2 separate regions of the Sus scrofa genome follow, and region 2 is linked to region 1. The links are chromatin contacts, called in public HiChIP or PLAC-seq maps. All regions are on one chromosome and are shown on one strand. The core of a region is the stretch at or near the end of the contact, and the rest is flanking DNA. Distances in the headings are between cores, read along the strand shown. Region 1 overlaps EBF1 (transcription factor COE1). Region 2 has its middle 260 kb from the start of CLINT1.

Evidence for each region. HiChIP or PLAC-seq counts read pairs in DNA pulled down with a chosen protein or histone mark.
Region 2: an H3K27ac HiChIP or PLAC-seq map of skeletal muscle shows a contact between it and region 1, with 9 times the contacts expected there. The contact joins two enhancer-like sites. A contact is called at or near these places in 2 of 47 Hi-C or Micro-C datasets (embryonic fibroblasts and heart right ventricle) and 1 of 2 datasets of contacts at active chromatin or transcription factors (skeletal muscle).

Annotation. Positions count from the first base shown.
Region 1 is chr16:64,472,931-64,476,496 of Sscrofa11.1, reverse strand. The region is part of intron 7 of EBF1 (transcription factor COE1); the gene reads right to left. Among named protein-coding and RNA genes, the nearest start is that of EBF1, 120 kb to the right of the region's middle. Within about 2 kb of position 1,271, at least 14 of the 83 cell types and tissues checked have an H3K27ac peak or open chromatin away from gene starts, as enhancers often do. A contact at or near this core is called in skeletal muscle, where this site is marked.
Region 2 is chr16:65,235,176-65,238,650 of Sscrofa11.1, reverse strand. No RefSeq gene overlaps it. Among named protein-coding and RNA genes, the nearest start is that of CLINT1, 260 kb to the left of the region's middle. Within about 2 kb of position 1,655, at least 12 of the 83 cell types and tissues checked have an H3K27ac peak or open chromatin away from gene starts, as enhancers often do. A contact at or near this core is called in skeletal muscle, where this site is marked.

The DNA of each region.
Region 1 (3,566 bases), core at 22-2,521:
AAGGGTCTGGAGACTATGGCAAAACAGGGAAGGATACTCTTAGGTACAATTAAAATGTGTATTATGAGAGTTATGTGCGAGTGTATTTCAGAATTTCTGTGTCATGCTTTTCTTCTTTCTTTTCAGAAAAAGAGGTAGATTATGCATCATCTCCAAGTCCACCAAGGTAAATATCACATAGAGAAAGAAAACAAATAAACAAAATCTGTGCCTGAATTCCCAAACTAAGCCCAATTAAAGGTTTCTTTATGGCTGTAAACCTGACAAGCTACAATTTCCCCCTGTTGCAGTGGGTGTGTGTGTTTTAATGTAATATTAATGAGCCAGGATGGAGGGTCATAAAAAGTGATAGGTTTTTTCGATGGTAAATTATAAATCGGTATTGATTTTTCCCGGCACTAATGCAGCCAGCTTATTGTAAGACACCACAGGCAAAGTGCACTTTATCAGATTAGACTGGGGCCAGTATCAAATATACATGAGAATAAGGATGCATTTGTGAGTTAGACTACACTTTTCTTCCCTAACAATGCATGAAATTTTTAAGGAAAAAAAAAAAATCCCACCAGATGGGGATACTGGGAAATTCAACATTATTTTTCCAAAGCACAAATTTCCAGAATGGTTGCTCTTGGGACAATTTATTTCAAAATGAATAGAAGGCAGGAATGATACTAATGAAATTATAAACAGTTTTCTTTAAAGGCTGTTCTAAGTTTCTTTTGTTTAATTTGCAGACTAGGATGGTGCCAGCAACAAAAGGGCACACTTTTGGCCTCTCCACCGCATCCAGACTCCAGCTGCAGCATCATTCTTTTGCCTTTGCCCGCAAGTCACTGGAGTGGACCACGGTAGGCAAGAAAGTGTAATTTTTTCAAATGACCGAGGTTCCTCTCCCTTGGTATTTTATAGTCACGAGGGCTTCGTTAGACACTTCAGTGGAGATTTTAGCTCTGGAGAGCAAAGAGGAGCCAAAGAGAGCCTGAGAACAGGAGAAAGAAAATGACTGGACCCCATTTCCCCGGACAAAGATATTATTCGTCTTCTCTCTCCAAACGTGGGTCAGCCTTTGACTCACTGTCGTGTCAGCAGGAATTCGAGTCCTCACTCTGAGAGCGCGTTTGCCTTTTGTTCTTTGGAGAGACTTCTACAGCTCTGTTGGGAATGCTAGCAGCCTGGTTTCCAAATGTTTCCCCACTTCTTCCTACAACTGCTAGCACGCTCTCTATCAAAATCTGCCGCTTTCCTCCGGCACAAAGGCTGTGCTCCCACCACGTGACGGCAAGCCATGCCCAGCTCCGAGGCCGGGTCCTCAGCCAAGATGCCTTCTCTGTCTCCACGGTGCGAACAGGAATTGGAAACCCGCACGCTCACCCCCAAAATAGCCCTTTTTTTTGAGAAGTCAGGGAGAACATGTGTTTATTGACAGTTCATTAACAAACACCAACCCCCCTGCAAGCTGTTTACTAAGGAATGTAGTGAAGTGAAGAAGTGTGAACATAAATAACTAACAAAGGAAGAAGAAGAGAAAATATCTCAGGGCTGTTCCCTTTTAATGTAGTTCGAATCTGTTTTCGTTTCCACTGGAAACCTGATGCCGCTGAAGGTATATCCATGGCACCCAGGACAGTAAAAACAATAGATGTTAGTGTATTAGTATCTGGAACAGTTAAGTATGACTGAAAAGCTAGACTATTCCATTCTGTCTCATTTTTTTCTCCTTGTCTATATCAAGAGAGTTCAGTATGTTTTTAAAAAAAGGAAAATAAGCTAATTATTAGTTCCATAATAATAAGGTTACAGCTATAGTAAAATTGCTTATTTCTAAATATGAAGGATGTCAAAACCACAGCAAAAGTTCACAAAAACCAGGCCCCAATCTTGAGGAGCGTAAAATCTAAGTTAGGGGTAAGCAAAATCAGCAAAGAACATATACTATTTAATAAGGTGTTTCTCATTTGTTACATCAATACCCAAAGAGGACCATAGTGAGTGAGGGTAGCTAACTATTTCCAAATGTTTAAAAAAAAAAAATCTTACTACAATATCCTCGCATCAAAATGACTCCTGCAATTACAGGGAAAAAAAGGGGGGAAAATGTTTTGAGACAAGAACAAATCAGGTAAAACCTAATAAAGCCAAAAGGAAATTAGAAAAATAGAAGGCTGTTTTTGTGGGAGTCTACTCTTTTCACCAAATAGTGATCTTTATTACATGTCAAATCAACATCTTAAAGTTGTACTTTATAAAGTTATGCAAGTGAAAGCATACATTTTTACCTATGCTAATTTAACTTTATTAGTGATGCCCAAACCCTCATTTACATTTTTCATAAAATCATGCAGAGGTTTTCTCTGCTTTAGGGATAAAGCTAATAAACAAATACATAAATTAGTGTATTTTAATTAAATGTTATCCCATGAAGTAATATTGTACACCACCATCTAATATGAGAACAACTTTCTTACTTAAAATCCAGTACAATATTTAAATATTAAAACTCATTAAAAATTCATTTAAAAATACTTTACAAACATTCGAGTACTCCACGGTCTGTATTTTTAAAGGTTTTATGTTGTTTTTGTACATATGATGTAATCCCTAAACCCCTAGCAAAATAGTGCCAGAAGCTGAGATTACCGTGTAGAACTGCATGGATAGACTTAGAAAAATTGCTATTGCTTTGTACTAAAATTTTCATCAGAACAGTGTTGCTAGAATTTTTCAAAAAAAGGGTCCACTAGACATGGATAGCAAAACAGGACTGAATAATAACTTCAAGCCATTATTGTAAAGATCTAAGGTACCCGATTCAAGATTTATCTCTGTAAGGCTCCTGACTGCATCATTTTAAAACTGCATCCTGCTCACTCAACCTATTTGAATGCCTACTATGTACCTACTGTGAGCTAGGCATGTGGGATTTAATTGTCAATTTATGGCTTGGGGAAAAGGATTCAAAATAAGCTACTAGCAGCCTAGACCAAACCACAAACTAATTGAAACTCTATAATAAAGGGTAGACGGGGCTTTGGAACATGCCTAGAAATGTCTTTAGAAATCCTAGGTCAAATAGCTAAGTGCCCTGAGACAAGGAACTAATGAATGCAAATCGCTTGACATTTATTAAATAAATATTAGCCACTACAGTTGTTACTAATAGTATTATTTGCACAGTAAGGCTCAATCAAAGGTGCAGATTGACCAGATGGAGAGGATACACTGGGGCATATTTTCTACCCCAGCCAATATCATTTATTGGGGGACAATGTCTTATGTGTCGGACACTGTGTTAGGCAATGAGGATGCAGAGATTAACAAGATTAAGCTACCTGAGGGCCATAACTTTGTCTGCCTTATTTACTGCTGTGTCTCTACTTCCTAGCATAGTGCCTAACACAATGTGGATACTCTAAATATTTGTTGAATCAGTGAATTAATAACCAAACAAAAATCCCCACTGACAAGGCATTCACAGTCTAATTATTTTTGTCATACTTGGATTTTTCTATTCAAACCCAGCTGACTCTTTGTGAAAACTCCTCCCTAGCTAAAAGCAATTTAAT
Region 2 (3,475 bases), core at 406-2,905, 760 kb before region 1:
AAAACTATTTGCCATCTGTTATGGGCTGAATGGTGTCCCTGCAAAATATTCGTGTTGAAGTCCCAGCCCCTAGTACCTCAGAATGAATTTAGGGATGGGGTCTTTACATAGGGGGTTAAGCTAAAATGAGTTCATTAGGAAGAGCCCTAATCCAATATGGTGGGTATCCTTATAAGAAGAGGAAACTTGGGCAGAAACACACACAGAGGGAACATTACATGAAAATGCAGGGAAATGGTGACACATCCTCAAGCTGAGGAGAAAGGCCTGGAATCGATTCTTCCCTCGTGGCCTTCAGAAGAAAGTCACTACCTTTATTTATTTATTTATTTATTTTTAAGGGCCACACCCATGGCACATGGAAGTTCCCAGGCTAGGGATAGAATCGGGGCTGTAGCCACTGGCCTGCACCACAGCCATAGCAATGCCAGATTTGAGCTGTGTCTGCAACCTATACCACAGCTCGTGACAGTGCCGGATCCTTAACCCACTGAGTGATGACAGGGATCGAACCCGCAACCTCATGGTTCCCAGTCGGATTCGTTTCCACTGTGCCACGACGGGAACTCCAGAAAGTCACCACCATGATCTTGGACTTCTAGCCTCCAGAAGTATAAGAAAAGAGATCTCTCATTGCTGAAGGCACCCACTGTGCCTATGGCAGTCCTAGGAGGCTTGTATACCATCCCTTGCCTCCATGGAGTCTTGCCAGGAGAGAAGCAAACAAAAATATAAAATAATCAGAGAATTCACTTTGGCTGTAAAGACCTGGTGGGTCTCATTGTCCTTATTGTCAAGGACCCAGGAAAGTAGAACTTGGAGAGCTATTGCCCTAATTCTATGGCCTTGAATGAGTCCTTAAACTTCTCTGGACCCCATATCCTAATCCATGGAGTGAGACATTTAGATTGGAGCAGAAGTCTTCAAAATACTTCTTAAGCTTCAAAATAGAAGCTTATTGAAACAAAATTTTCAAGAAGTAAAACCTGGATAAGCATAAAACTGTTTGGATAGAGGTAGAAAGTGGGGGTGTTGGGACTGTCTTCTCTCCTTTATTCCCCGGACCCTTAGCACAGCTAGGTTTACAAAGACCCCATCCCAGATCAGAGGTTTTGCAAACTCAGGGGTCTAACATCTGAGTTCATTGGACTATGATGCTCTGCAGAGAGGAGCTGTCTCTTACTTAACTTAGCATAGTGCCAGGTACACAGCAGGCACTCAGTAACTGTGAAAGGGAGGAAGGGGATGAAATGATTGAAAAAGGAAAGAGAAGCAAATATTGCTGCGGAGTTCCAGAGGGCACCTGAGCCATTCAGATATTTTTAAGATGTTCTTTTTTGTTTTTCTTTAGAAAAGTCACCTGAAGCTCCCTAGCATCAGGCAGTCTGTGGGTTCTAGAACTTTTTTGCCTTTTCGATAAACTAAGGCCGCAAACTGAAACTCAGTCACGCCTGGAGAAATAGAGGTGGTTGGAAATGGACAAATCTCCAACAAGGCCAAATTGTTAAATCACTATTTCAGACTAAATGGGGTTTGACTGGCCAACAGTTAAAAACAGGGAAGCTGGGAACTGGTTGGGAGACTAGTTTGTTTCCAGGCTCCATGGTCAGGGTTTGGCATTTCACCTGCTAGATGGCGCTGTCCTCTAAGGAAAGACGCCCGCTATGCTCCAGTGGGGCTCAGTCAAGGAAACAGGAACGACTGAAGTTGAAAAGAACTGAGGGGCAAGAGGCAGAGGGGATGGAGCACAGCCCTTTCCTCAGCAGCAGTATCTCCTTTGTGCTGGTTTTGGTTCCCTTTATAGATCTTATTTTTTGTTTCATACACCACATGTGAAAATTCACAGGGCCTTTTGCTCTGAACAGATGTGAGTAAGAAGTGTGTGTGTGTGTGTGTGGGTGTGTGTGTGTGTGTGTGTTGTGAAGGAGCAGGGCAGGTCACTGAGGTCCCACCCCAAGGCTACAACTTACAAATGTCTCAGCCCTGGTCTCAGCCCTGGTCTTTGGCCTTGACTTAAACGAGATCAGTGGGAAAAGGAAACGGTCCTTTCTCCATGCTGCCTGCCAAGCGGGATGCCTCAGACTTCTCATGGCTTTATTCTAAAGCCTTCTAGCTCAGCTCCAAGCTGCACGGCGAAATTGCTTATAGGGACCAAGACCCCCTTTCTCTGGGCAATGTTAATATTAGACTGACATGCTGGCTCTGGGTCTGCATGTGAAATCAGGGATGCAGCCTGCAACTACTCCCACTCTATCAGCAGCCAGAAGGAAGGAAAACAAAGATAAGGTTAGGGGGATGGAAACCGGGAGAGGGGACCTAGGAGGAGGGATGGGAGGGCTGAGGAAAGACAGGAGACAAAGGAACAAAGAACAGAGGTGAAGGGTGAAGGGGATGGGGAGGGTGAGAGGGGCGCATGGGACCAGGTGTCCAGAGGGAAAGGAAAGGGCCGTGCAGGGAAGCCATGGTGGAGGAGAGAGGATGGACCAGCGGGGGAACAAGAAGACCAGGAAGCCAGAGTGGTGCTTTCAAGTCGGTGCTAATGCCGGGAAACTTAAAAGGCAGGGGAAGGAGGCTCTGCCAGGCAAACAGGAAAACAGAGGGAGAGGAAGTCTAGTAATTAGAGAAAACCTGACCAAAAGGAGAGGAAAACCTCTGTGATGGAGAGGTGGCAGAAAAGCAAGGCAGGAGATTGAGATCATGGCTAGCAAGCTTTGAAGCAGGAGGGTTGAAGCAAGGGAGGCAGAGAGCAGAGCTGGGAAGGAAAAAAAGAAAAAAGAAAAAAGGAGAAGGAACGAGCAAAACACAATGCACTAGACAGCAAGGGAACAGGGAGAGAACCATTGAAAGAATGCTTACCTTAGAGCCGTAAAAACCGGAACGTGTGTATTTTGGCCTGTGGCCATTGTCCAGGAAACACAGTGTGGCTTTTAAGCAAATTGTGGAGAGGTTGTGTCCACACGTTAGTAGCTTGCCCTGGTCTGCTGGTTGGAAATGCAGCTGCTCTGAGCTGCCCACTTGTTGGCTGGCAGCCTGCTATTGGGAACATCAGAAGGAACCCACTGTCCACACCTAAGCTCATCCCCACTCGATTTATGGTGCTCTAAGTTCAGAGGCAGCAGCTTCTCTTCTAGGGCAATCACTTCCCTTAGCAGCCCAAAGAGTTGAGATGTTGATCCTGTGGGGTGACCTGCTTGCTGTCTCTTGGAAGATGTTTTTTGGTGGCACTGGTGCAGAAGTTGTAGAAGGACAGAGCGGGAGACATGTTAAAGGTAATATAGGATGGAAGTTAACAGAAGGGACCCTTGGGTCCTAGAGCCACGCTTTGGTTCCTAGTCTCCCACTTTACTGTGTAAAACAGCATATGTTTCTTAGCCTCTCTGAGCCCCAGTTACTCATCTATAAAATTGGGCTTATAATCATACCTATCTCCTAGGGTTCTGATATGGCTTAAATGAGATGATCCGTGGGACTAGTT